Linked DNA regions of Triticum aestivum: region 1 is linked to region 2. A link is a contact called in public Hi-C data. All regions are on one chromosome and are shown on one strand. Each heading gives the region's core, a stretch centred on a gene start, on an enhancer-like site or on the middle of the called end of the contact. The rest is flanking DNA. Distances are from core to core; before and after follow the strand shown.

Region 1 (5,401 bases), core at 75-2,574, 350 kb before region 2:
AATAACCTCTCCAACCTGTATGCAAAATTGCAAACAATATTGATTTGATATGAATTTAAACAAAAACAGAAATCAAGAGAAGTCAAGAAGTGCATACTGGACCATGCTTAAACTCCGTCAGGGGTTAGATCTTAAGTCAGGCCTGCTAAACATCTTGCACACACACACACACACACACACAGGAAAAATCAAGCCAAGAAGGACGGCATGGTTGATTTAGTCTAGCTGAAATTGACGCACCAAAAATGGCACACGCCAAATCGAGCAGTAGTTCTACTACTGCATAATGCAAGGTTTAATATAAGTGGACCAGATTTATTTAAGTTATGTCATGCAAATCACACAGGTCCAATATACGTTTACAGAGAAAAATCTTTGATATGTGTACATGAAAGGTCGCCTCATTTCTGAAAACACAAACCCACCCTAACTTTTCACATGAACAAAATGCAGTTTTTCTCTTCCTTGAAGATATTACATGACTCGGCAAGTCGGCATCTTCTTGTAGGAAAGGGAGAGTAAAGAAACAAGAAAATAGCACAGGCAATTGCTCACAAGACTACACTCACCTTCATATGATCTGAAACAAGAAAAATTTGCAAGAGGCGTGAAGGGGATGAAGGATTGGGAGAAGCTCACCTTGACATCACCTGAGCTCCTCCCGTGCGCACCATCTTCAGCCGTCGGGACTTCACCTTCCCTGCGCTCCATGAGGATTCTGATCCTTCCCTATCGCTGGCCTCTCCTCCATCCCATGAGGCGTCCGCCGTCTGGGCTGCCGGCCTCGCTGCTCCACCCCACACCGCTGGCCTCTTGGCCCTCCCCTGCTCCTTCACCCCCAGAGGTGCCATCTAGCCGAGGAGGGGGTGTTGAAGATGAACGTGAAGGTGGAAGACGGGGCGAGGCGCGCCAATAGGAAGGAGGAACATCGCAGAAGAGAGAGAGAGAGAGCAGGAGAAGAACGGGTGCGGCGACGGACAAGGGAGGGAGCAGGGAGGGACGTGGTTGTTGTGATTTGAGGCTGCCCATGACGGGCCGCACGATGCGCGGCGTGCGAGGACAGGTTCGCTCGCACCACGACCCCGACGAAACGGCATCCAGGACAGCCGACGGAGCGGGACCAGGAGCAGCGCCGGGCCACCCGTCATCGCGGAAGGCCAAAGGTGAGTGCAGAAACCGAGTGCACACGCACCGGCCGGCCCCTCCACAGTTGCTGCCCACAACGCACGACGCGGGCAGTGCGCCAGGAGCGTCCCAGAGCGGTTGACCCCAAAAAACTCTAGCCTACACGTACACCGCGGGACATGCACCCCGTGCAACCGATGAATGGGACCAAGGCAGCACCGGCCCACCAGTCAGCTGCCGCGGACGGAGATACCGGGTGCATAAGCGCTGGCCCACGCCGCACGACGCCGACTCCGCGTGATGGGACACGTGACGCTGCATGTCTGGGTGACCCGAGTAACTCTAACCCAATGGAAATCCTCGCCTGTGACGCTCGCGCACGTGGCGCGGCAGGATCGGCCGCCCAAGCACCAAAAAAGGCTCACCCAGCCAATCGGTTGAGAGGCCGAGCCCACAGGTCATGGCCTGCATGAACTCACCCCGCGGTCAAAACGAAAATGACCGAAGATCCAACGTCAACCAAGGAATAAATCTACTATTTGACCACCATCCAACGGCCCAAATCGAACCAAAACGAGGGACAACCGAGGAGACGAGTTGGCTAGCCTCATTATATGTTAAAATGAAGCTAAGCTTTTCCATATAGATCGTGGAGGAAGGGGATACTGGCAGGCAGGCAGGCAACGTTGGGACACCGTGAGGGGCAAAATTGATAAATTTGACCTATGGACCAAATCAAATCACAGAATGAACTGTCCGTGAAACTATTTCACGCGGTTGACCTTTTTGTGTGACGCCCGACATGAAGGCGCCACACTACACTGTGCAACGCCTCACAGATAGGCGCTACATGCCTGGCCAGCGTCACACCCGTGTGATCCGAAAATTACTAAGTCAGTGTGCAGCGCCTGAGAGCTAGGCGCCACACTATACAGTGTAGTGCCTAGCTTCTAGGCGTTGCACTAGTGGTTGCTTCATTTTATAGTGCAACCACTAGTGGTTGCTTCATTTTATAGTGCAACCACTAGTGCAGTGCCTGAGAGCTAGGCGCCACACTATACAGTGCAGCGCCTAGCTCTTAGGCTCTGCACAATGACTTAGCAATTTTTAGGCAGTCTGGGGTGCAACGCTGGCCAGGCGTGTAGCGCCTATCTGTGAGGCGTTGCACAATGTAGTGTGGTGCCTTTGTGTCGGGCGTCACATAAAAAGGTCAGCCGTGTGAAATAGTTTCACGGACAATTCATTCTGTGATTTGATTTCGTCCACAGGTCAAATTTGTCAAATTTGCCACCGTGAGGCACCTACCTTAGATGGGCCACCTTTCCCAAACGGATCGGTCTGCGCAGTGTTTTTAAAAGGACCCCATATATTAATTAATTAATAAGGTTATTACAATAGTTCATTACAAAACATTAAAAAGGACCCCAGGACGGAACACTATTAAGAAGAATCCCATCAGATTTACTAATAAAACTAAACTTCGCAATTTCGTGAGCACCCCATTGGCTAGCTGATTAATTTTTGCAATTTAAAAATTCTTAAACATCCTCGATATATTCAAGGCTTCTTTCTTCATATCAACAAGCGGAGACATGTCAAGATTATCATTTGCAAGGAAAGAACGAACAAAAGCACAATCAGTCTCCAAAATAATGGACTGGTGAAGAGTAATACCGATGGGCCTGCCAGGCATGCACGCAGCTCCGCTTCATTCACACTGGAACACTGACCCAGAAAGTCCCACAAAGAAGTAATAACTTCACCAGATGAATTCCTAGCAACCACCCCCATACTGGCTGCACTAATACTCTCCACATAGCTGGCATCAGCATTGATCTTGATATAATCATATGGTGGAGGCTTCCACCGCACATGATCTTGTAATGGTGCGAAAACTGGTATAACACCTCCCATTTTTTCTTTACCTCTGTTACTAGGAAGAACCTCAATAGTGTTAAGAAGACCAATAATTGTCCACGAAAATTGCAGAAGCAACAATGGATTCCTTCCCCTTTCCAAAAATTAAATCATTTCTCAGGTGCCAGGCTCGCCAGAAAAGAAACAAAATTTGCTCACCCTGTTGCAAGTTCAAATGACCCAACAAAATCAAAAGCCAATCTAGTCCCGAGAATTTGAACCACTCTAGGAATATTCCATGATGCTCTCAAAGCCAATCGCATAGCCCGAGCCTTAGAACCAGTAACAAGATAATGAAAAGTGCTTTCATCTTCTACTCCGCAAATAGAGCACATACCTGAAGTAATATGATGGTGTTTAACTCTATTAGTCTGGACTGCCAAGCTATCGGATGCGGCACGCCATGCAAAAATCCTTATCTTCTGAGGGATATTAGCCTTCCAAACTAGACTCCAAAGCCTTCTTTCTCCGTATGGTATTGACCCAATTTATCTTGACTATCCTTCAACTTAAGCGCTAAATTATATGCACTTTTAACGACAAATATACCATTCTTCTCATAGTGCCACACAATAAAATCCTCACCCGAATCTTAAGAATCTCCTCTGCATCATGGGGATAGAAAAGATATTTAATCAAAATTTCATCCCATACCTTTCTCCCGCTCAAGAACAAATCGGAGACCCACTTCAATATATTATTATGCCTTTTAGCTGAAATCTTAAGGCCAGAGCTCCTGGGTAACCAATTATCCCTCCGAATATTAATGCTAGATGCATCACCCACCCTCCAAATGACACCCTTCTTAAGCAATTCCAGACCATGCATAATACCTTGCCAAGTCACTGATGCAGACTGTGGAAACACCATGTCAAGAATATGTCCCTGAGGATAATACTTTGCCTTCATCAACTTAGCACACAACGAATACGAATAAACCAATAACCACCACGCTTGTTTGGCTAAGAGGGCTTGGTTAAATAATTTGAGATCCCAAAATCCCATACCTCCCTTACCTTTAGACCTTGTTAATTTGTCCCACGCTAACCAATTTGTTTTCCTTCTGTCTTCCTCATCTCCCCACCAAAAATTCTTGATAATCTGGGATAACTCCTCACAAAGGGAAGCTGTAAACTTAAAGATACCCATAGAATACAGGAAGAGCCTGAATAACTAATTTTATTAAGTCTTCCTTCACCCACACAAAGCGTATTTCTAGATCCAGTCAGAGAGTCTTTTCAAAACCTTTTATTTAGTAGATTGAAACTTACCAGCTTTCATTCTTCTCTCGAGAACCGATAGTCCAAGATATTTATCTTCGAACCCATGGATCGTAATTTTTAAGATAACCATTATAGCCACTTGATTCTCCAAACTGCACTTTTTCCAAACATCATCGAACACTTATCAAGACTTAATAACCGCCTAGTCCCCTTCTCGTACCCCGTCAGAATGTTTTTAATGGCCACTGCTTGATCAATGGAGCCTTTGAAAAATAACATACTTTCATCCGCAAACAACAAGTGAGAAATACCTGGAGCTTGTCTATTCAAACGAAGCTCCTAAAGAGCTCCCCTGGCAGAAGCATCGTTAAGAAGTAAAGAAAGTGCCTCAACTACAATTGGGAACAAATACGTGGATAAAGGATCTCCCTGCCTGAGCCCCCGAGTAGGTGAAAATGTTTCCAACAATTGACCACTAAAGCGCACCGCAAATTTCACCGATGTAACACATGCCATAATTCAATGTATCCACGTCTGTGCAAAACCCAAAGCCCCCATCATACATTGCAAGAAATGCTAGTCCACGTAGTCGTAGGCTTTCGCCAAGTCCAACTTGTACGCACAAAATTCCCCTCTTAAATCTTTAAGCGTACTCAACAAATGCATACATTCAAAGGCTATGAGAGCATCCTCAGAAATTAACCTTCCCGAAATAAACACACTTTGAGTAGGGGAAATCATACCATCAAGGAGCGGTCATAGTCTGTTGACAAGACACTTGGAAATAATCTTGTAGATAACATTGCACAAACTGATCGACCTGAAATCTTTAACAGACTGAGCGTTCTTAACTTTCGGGATGAGAACAATAGTTGTGTTATTAATCCCCTCTGGCATAATTCCAGAATGAAAAAACTGTTGGACAACCTTAACAATATCCTCTTTGATCAAACCCCAATTCCGTTGGAAAAACCTTGCAGGAAAACCATCCGGTCCCGGAGCTTTTAATGGTCCCATTTGAAAAAGTGCATCACTAATCTCTTGTTCCGTAAACGATTTGCAAAGCTCATCATTCATATCATCAGAGACAAGGGGATTGACTAGCAAAATAATATGGGACGGGTCAACCGAGTCAT
Region 2 (4,099 bases), core at 570-3,069:
TCCTCGACTCGTCGCGGCCTCGCCTCACCCGTCCTCGACTCGCCACGCCCGGTCGCCCGGCCGTGCCCGTCCTCGAGTCGCGGCGCTTGCCGTGCCTGCAGCGTCCGAGCACATCGGCATGGTCGCACCCTTGCGTGCATGCGCGCTAGGTAGCTACATGCCGCCGCTGGAGCTGGCCATCGCACGGGATGGGCACGAGTGCGCAACGCGGGGCAGGTGCACTTCGTGCAAAAGCTGCGGGGCGGGGCGGGAGCTCGTTGGATCACCGGGCGAGAGCTGCGGGGCGGTAGCAGCAAGGTCGGGGTGAGCTGCGGCGACAGCGGCGAGGTGGCGTGGCGAGCTGCGGTGGGCGAGGTGGCGCGGGAGCTCGCCCTCCAAGTGTTCGACGAAATGACGACGCGGACATGTCTAAAATGCATCCTGCGCCCGTTGGGCGAACCGGCCTACCCAAACAAAAAAAGACACGCACACACGGACGGACGACCCAGACAGACAAAAAGCGAACAAAATCCTTGTCCGTTCGAGTCCCCCCTTGAGTTGCTCTCAGTTCCTGACTCAACAAGTTTTCAATATGTGATCAAATCAAATTAAGAGGGAGTAGCTCGGTTCAGCTGAAGACCGGTCATGACCAGTGGCGGACCTTCATGGGCCCAACCTGGGCGGTGGCTCCCCCAGCCCAAGAAAAATTCACATAATACATGTTAGTTTTTGTGCTGGATGTTCAGTAAAAACAGGCTAAACCTCGTAGTTTTGCCCCTCCTTAGCCCATTGCCCCTCCAAAGATTAGGCCCAAGCTCCGCCACTGGTCATGACACCAAGGAAACAGGAAAGAAAGAAAATGAAATGAAGGTGAATCATCGCACATTGCCCAAGGCTCCAATACGATATACTTTTATTCAGCCGCAGCAGCAAGCCATTGCCGCAGTAGCAGTAGTACACACCATAATCCATGATCTAGACCAAATAAATCACACTGCTAATTCAAGCACGCAAAGCAACTCCTTTGACTTCTAGTTACTCATTCGTAGGCTCTCATGTTGTTAGATGGCGAGGACGAGGCCCGGCAGCGACTTGCGCGCGCGGTCGCTGCGGCGGCTCTGCCACAGGCACTTGGGCCACTTGGGCGTGTGCGCCGGCGAGGAGAGGCCCGAGGACGTAGACGAGGAGGGGGAGGAAGAGGCAGAAGAAGAGGAGGAGTGGCTAGGGGAGCCCGCGCTGGCGTTGTTGGTGGCCGCCGCGGCGGAGAGGCGGGTGACGGTGAGGTCGGTGTTGAAGTACTCCCTGAGCTGAGTGATCACCCCATCGGGCCCGACGGTCCAGGCGTGCACCCAGTAGAGGAGCTGGCCGGCGCCGTCCGCGCTCCCCTCGGCGATGACGGTGGAGCCGAAGGCGTCGACGGAGCGGGGGGAGAACCTGAACTCGGCGTTGGTGCCTGCGCCGGTGAGGAGGCGCATCATGTGCTGGTGCGCCGGCGGGCCATGGAACCACCACTCGAGGTCCGGGGCGAGCAGCTCCTGCGCCCGGCGCGCGTCGCGGGCGTTGAGCGCCTCGTAGAGGCGCAGCACGAGGAACTTGCCGCGCTGCTCCTCCGTCTCCCCGGCCAGCTCCGCGTCCGGCGCCGGCGCCGCCGCGAGGGTCTGCTGATGGTTAGCCAGCTCCTGGCGCGAAGCCCCGCGTAGGCTCCGGTCTCCGCTGCTTGAAGGAGAGGTCGAGGAAGCCTCTTGCGAGGCGAGGCGGGCGCGGTACTGGAGCCTGGTGGAGGCGATGGATTGAGCTTGGAGCTGCTGGAGACTGGCGAGAGGGGTGGAGGGTTTAGCGGGCGCGGAGCAGCTTATATAGGCCGTAGGAATGCCCATTTTCTACTGTGCGTGCTTATCCCTGGCGGGGGCGCGTTTTTGAAGCGTTACCATTAGCGAGTCTTTATCTGTCATTTTCATTTCTGTCGTCGGGACCAAGTTTAGGACTAGGAACGGTAGCAAACATGCGTGTTTTCTTTTCAGCTTAGTGCAGGATACGGTGCAACGCTAGCTGCGTCAAGTCTGTCTGGGCCATTGGATGAGACCTCTGCAGCTGCAGTAGTCCATTATCCATTTTATGTACAACAACCAGTGTTGCGTAACAATCTGCGGGCACAAGCTTGCGCCGTTGGAGAGACATGTGATGCCAAAGGGCTGATTAGTACAACGCAAACGATATTGAAAGGAGACGGACTCGTGAGCCGTCACTTGTCAGAAGGAAGAGGCGGCCCCAGCCACATCTTGGGGCGGTGAGCTTCGGGGTAGGTGTCGCTCGCTCGGTCCGTAGCCACGAGCGGAGGCGGCGATAATCGCGTCAGTGTCTCCGCGAAGGACCGACGAAAGTGGTTCCTTCTCAAAGGATGATCGCCCGCCATGTCGTGTGTCTAGCTCTAGCCTACCGATCCGATCCAATCCAGTGCTCCCTTCCCTGCGCCTGCATCTTGAGGGGTAGGAGCGTACGCACGCACGTACGCTGTGGCATGCATGCATGACACTAGGGCATGGCACAGTAGGAGCAGTACAATACTCGCAATAATGCGGCGCCTTTTAGGCAGCATGGTTTGTCGTCTGCCGGGGGCGTGGCAATCGGGGGAGGCCTAGCCAGGCAGAGGCAGAGTCGTCATCGTCACCGAACCGGCCGAGAGCACGTACGTACTAGCAGCGCATCCGGCAGTATCGCCGCACCACGGAATAATGAATTCCGTTGGGGGAAAGGAGGAGGAGGAGCAAAAATGGTGTTAAAAACACCCAGTTCGATGCATTGGTTGGTTGGTGCGCACTCGTGATGCAGCAGCAAAATCTTCAGCCAGAAAAATGAGTGTAGTATCGCTGAGACGAGCTGCTGTCTCACGCCCCACGTATGTGCATGCATCGACGGAGCATCTGCTTACAGCCAAACACCGGCTTAACTGAATGAACTCAAATACAAACAGTCAAACTAGTTCTTTGACTCTTCTTCGTCTTCTAACCAGGCAAGTAGCCAAGTACACATCCAACCATAGATAAAACAACAAGTTGCTACACATGGTCCGGTTCACCGTCCATCTCAGTGCACCAGTAGCCACTGCAGCAGCAAATCAAATCACCCACTAGCCCGCTTTCGTCCTTTACTTGCTTTTGGCCTTTTACCCCGTCCGTTGCGCAGACAAGACAATATCATTTTACAAAGTCTCTTGTTACCGTTACTTGTATAAGAAGACGATGATCGGCGACAAATGGACGCAACACAAGAGAATAATCTATGACATTACACGTTGACACTTGCTTGCTCTCAGGCTTGAGTAATTACTAGTTAAGTAGAGTTAGTGCGTCTCTATTCATTTCCACTTGCTGGAATCAGGCCGGCGCGGGGCGCCTCATCCTCATCTTCCCTCGTCAAAAGCTGGCCTGCTCATTCGCCTCATTGCCTGCAGTCACAAGAAAGATAATAAATACTACTGCTGCTGCAATTAATGAAAGTAATTAGGTCCAACAAAGGGATTGTAATAAGAGTCGATCCTGCAGACGCATGTATATGCACCCATCCCACCCATGTAAAGCATTGCTTTCGGTGGTTCGGTGAAAAGCTGGGGGATGATCGAGCCGCCCATTAGCTCCTCTGTTAGCCAAGGTCAAAAACTCCTAGAGACACGAAGGCTTGGTTTATTTTTTGAAAAAGAGGATGACCCCGCCTCTACATCTGGGAGATGCATGCGGCCATTTTATTGATCATTCTCGAGGACCTTATAAAGTAGAACAACAATATGTCTGAATCCGCATCTTGGCAACATCTACCGCTACTCCTATCAAATGACGAAGGAGTGCAAGCTAGGCCACGTACCCAGACCTCTCACCTGAGCCTAACATCTAAAGCCGGAGGCCCCGACCAAGCCATGTGCCGGGTCCGGGGCTCAAACCGGTCCGACGCACTCACATGTGTCGTCGCCGCCATCTTCCATTGGTCCATCTTCAGAGCAGATTGAGGTGACAACCTTGGCAGGTCCTCCGCCATCGACGCCATCACGACGACAAACGACGACCTCCACCTACGCGAGCCATGGCAAGTCCTCCGTCATTGACGCCACCACGACGCCAGCCTACGA

The links. A called contact is a pair of places that touch in the nucleus more often than the background predicts.
Region 1: a contact with region 2 is called in a Hi-C map of leaf, with 5 times the contacts expected there. The contact joins the enhancer-like site here to the promoter of LOC123099979 in region 2. A contact is called at or near these places in 5 of 5 Hi-C or Micro-C datasets (leaf, root and an unstated tissue) and 1 of 1 datasets of contacts at active chromatin or transcription factors (leaf).

The regions. Positions count from the first base shown.
Region 1 is chr4D:329,810,759-329,816,159 of IWGSC CS RefSeq v2.1, reverse strand. No RefSeq gene overlaps it. Among protein-coding and RNA genes, the nearest start is that of LOC123099980, 14 kb to the left of the region's middle. Within about 2 kb of position 1,324, at least 8 of the 8 cell types and tissues checked have an H3K27ac peak or open chromatin away from gene starts, as enhancers often do. A contact at or near this core is called in leaf and root, where this site is marked.
Region 2 is chr4D:329,463,999-329,468,097 of IWGSC CS RefSeq v2.1, reverse strand. LOC123099979 (senescence associated gene 20) reads right to left here and starts at 1,819. Exons shown (of 1, transcript XM_044521988.1): 1 at 873-1,819. The coding sequence starts at 1,457. The coding sequence ends at 1,041.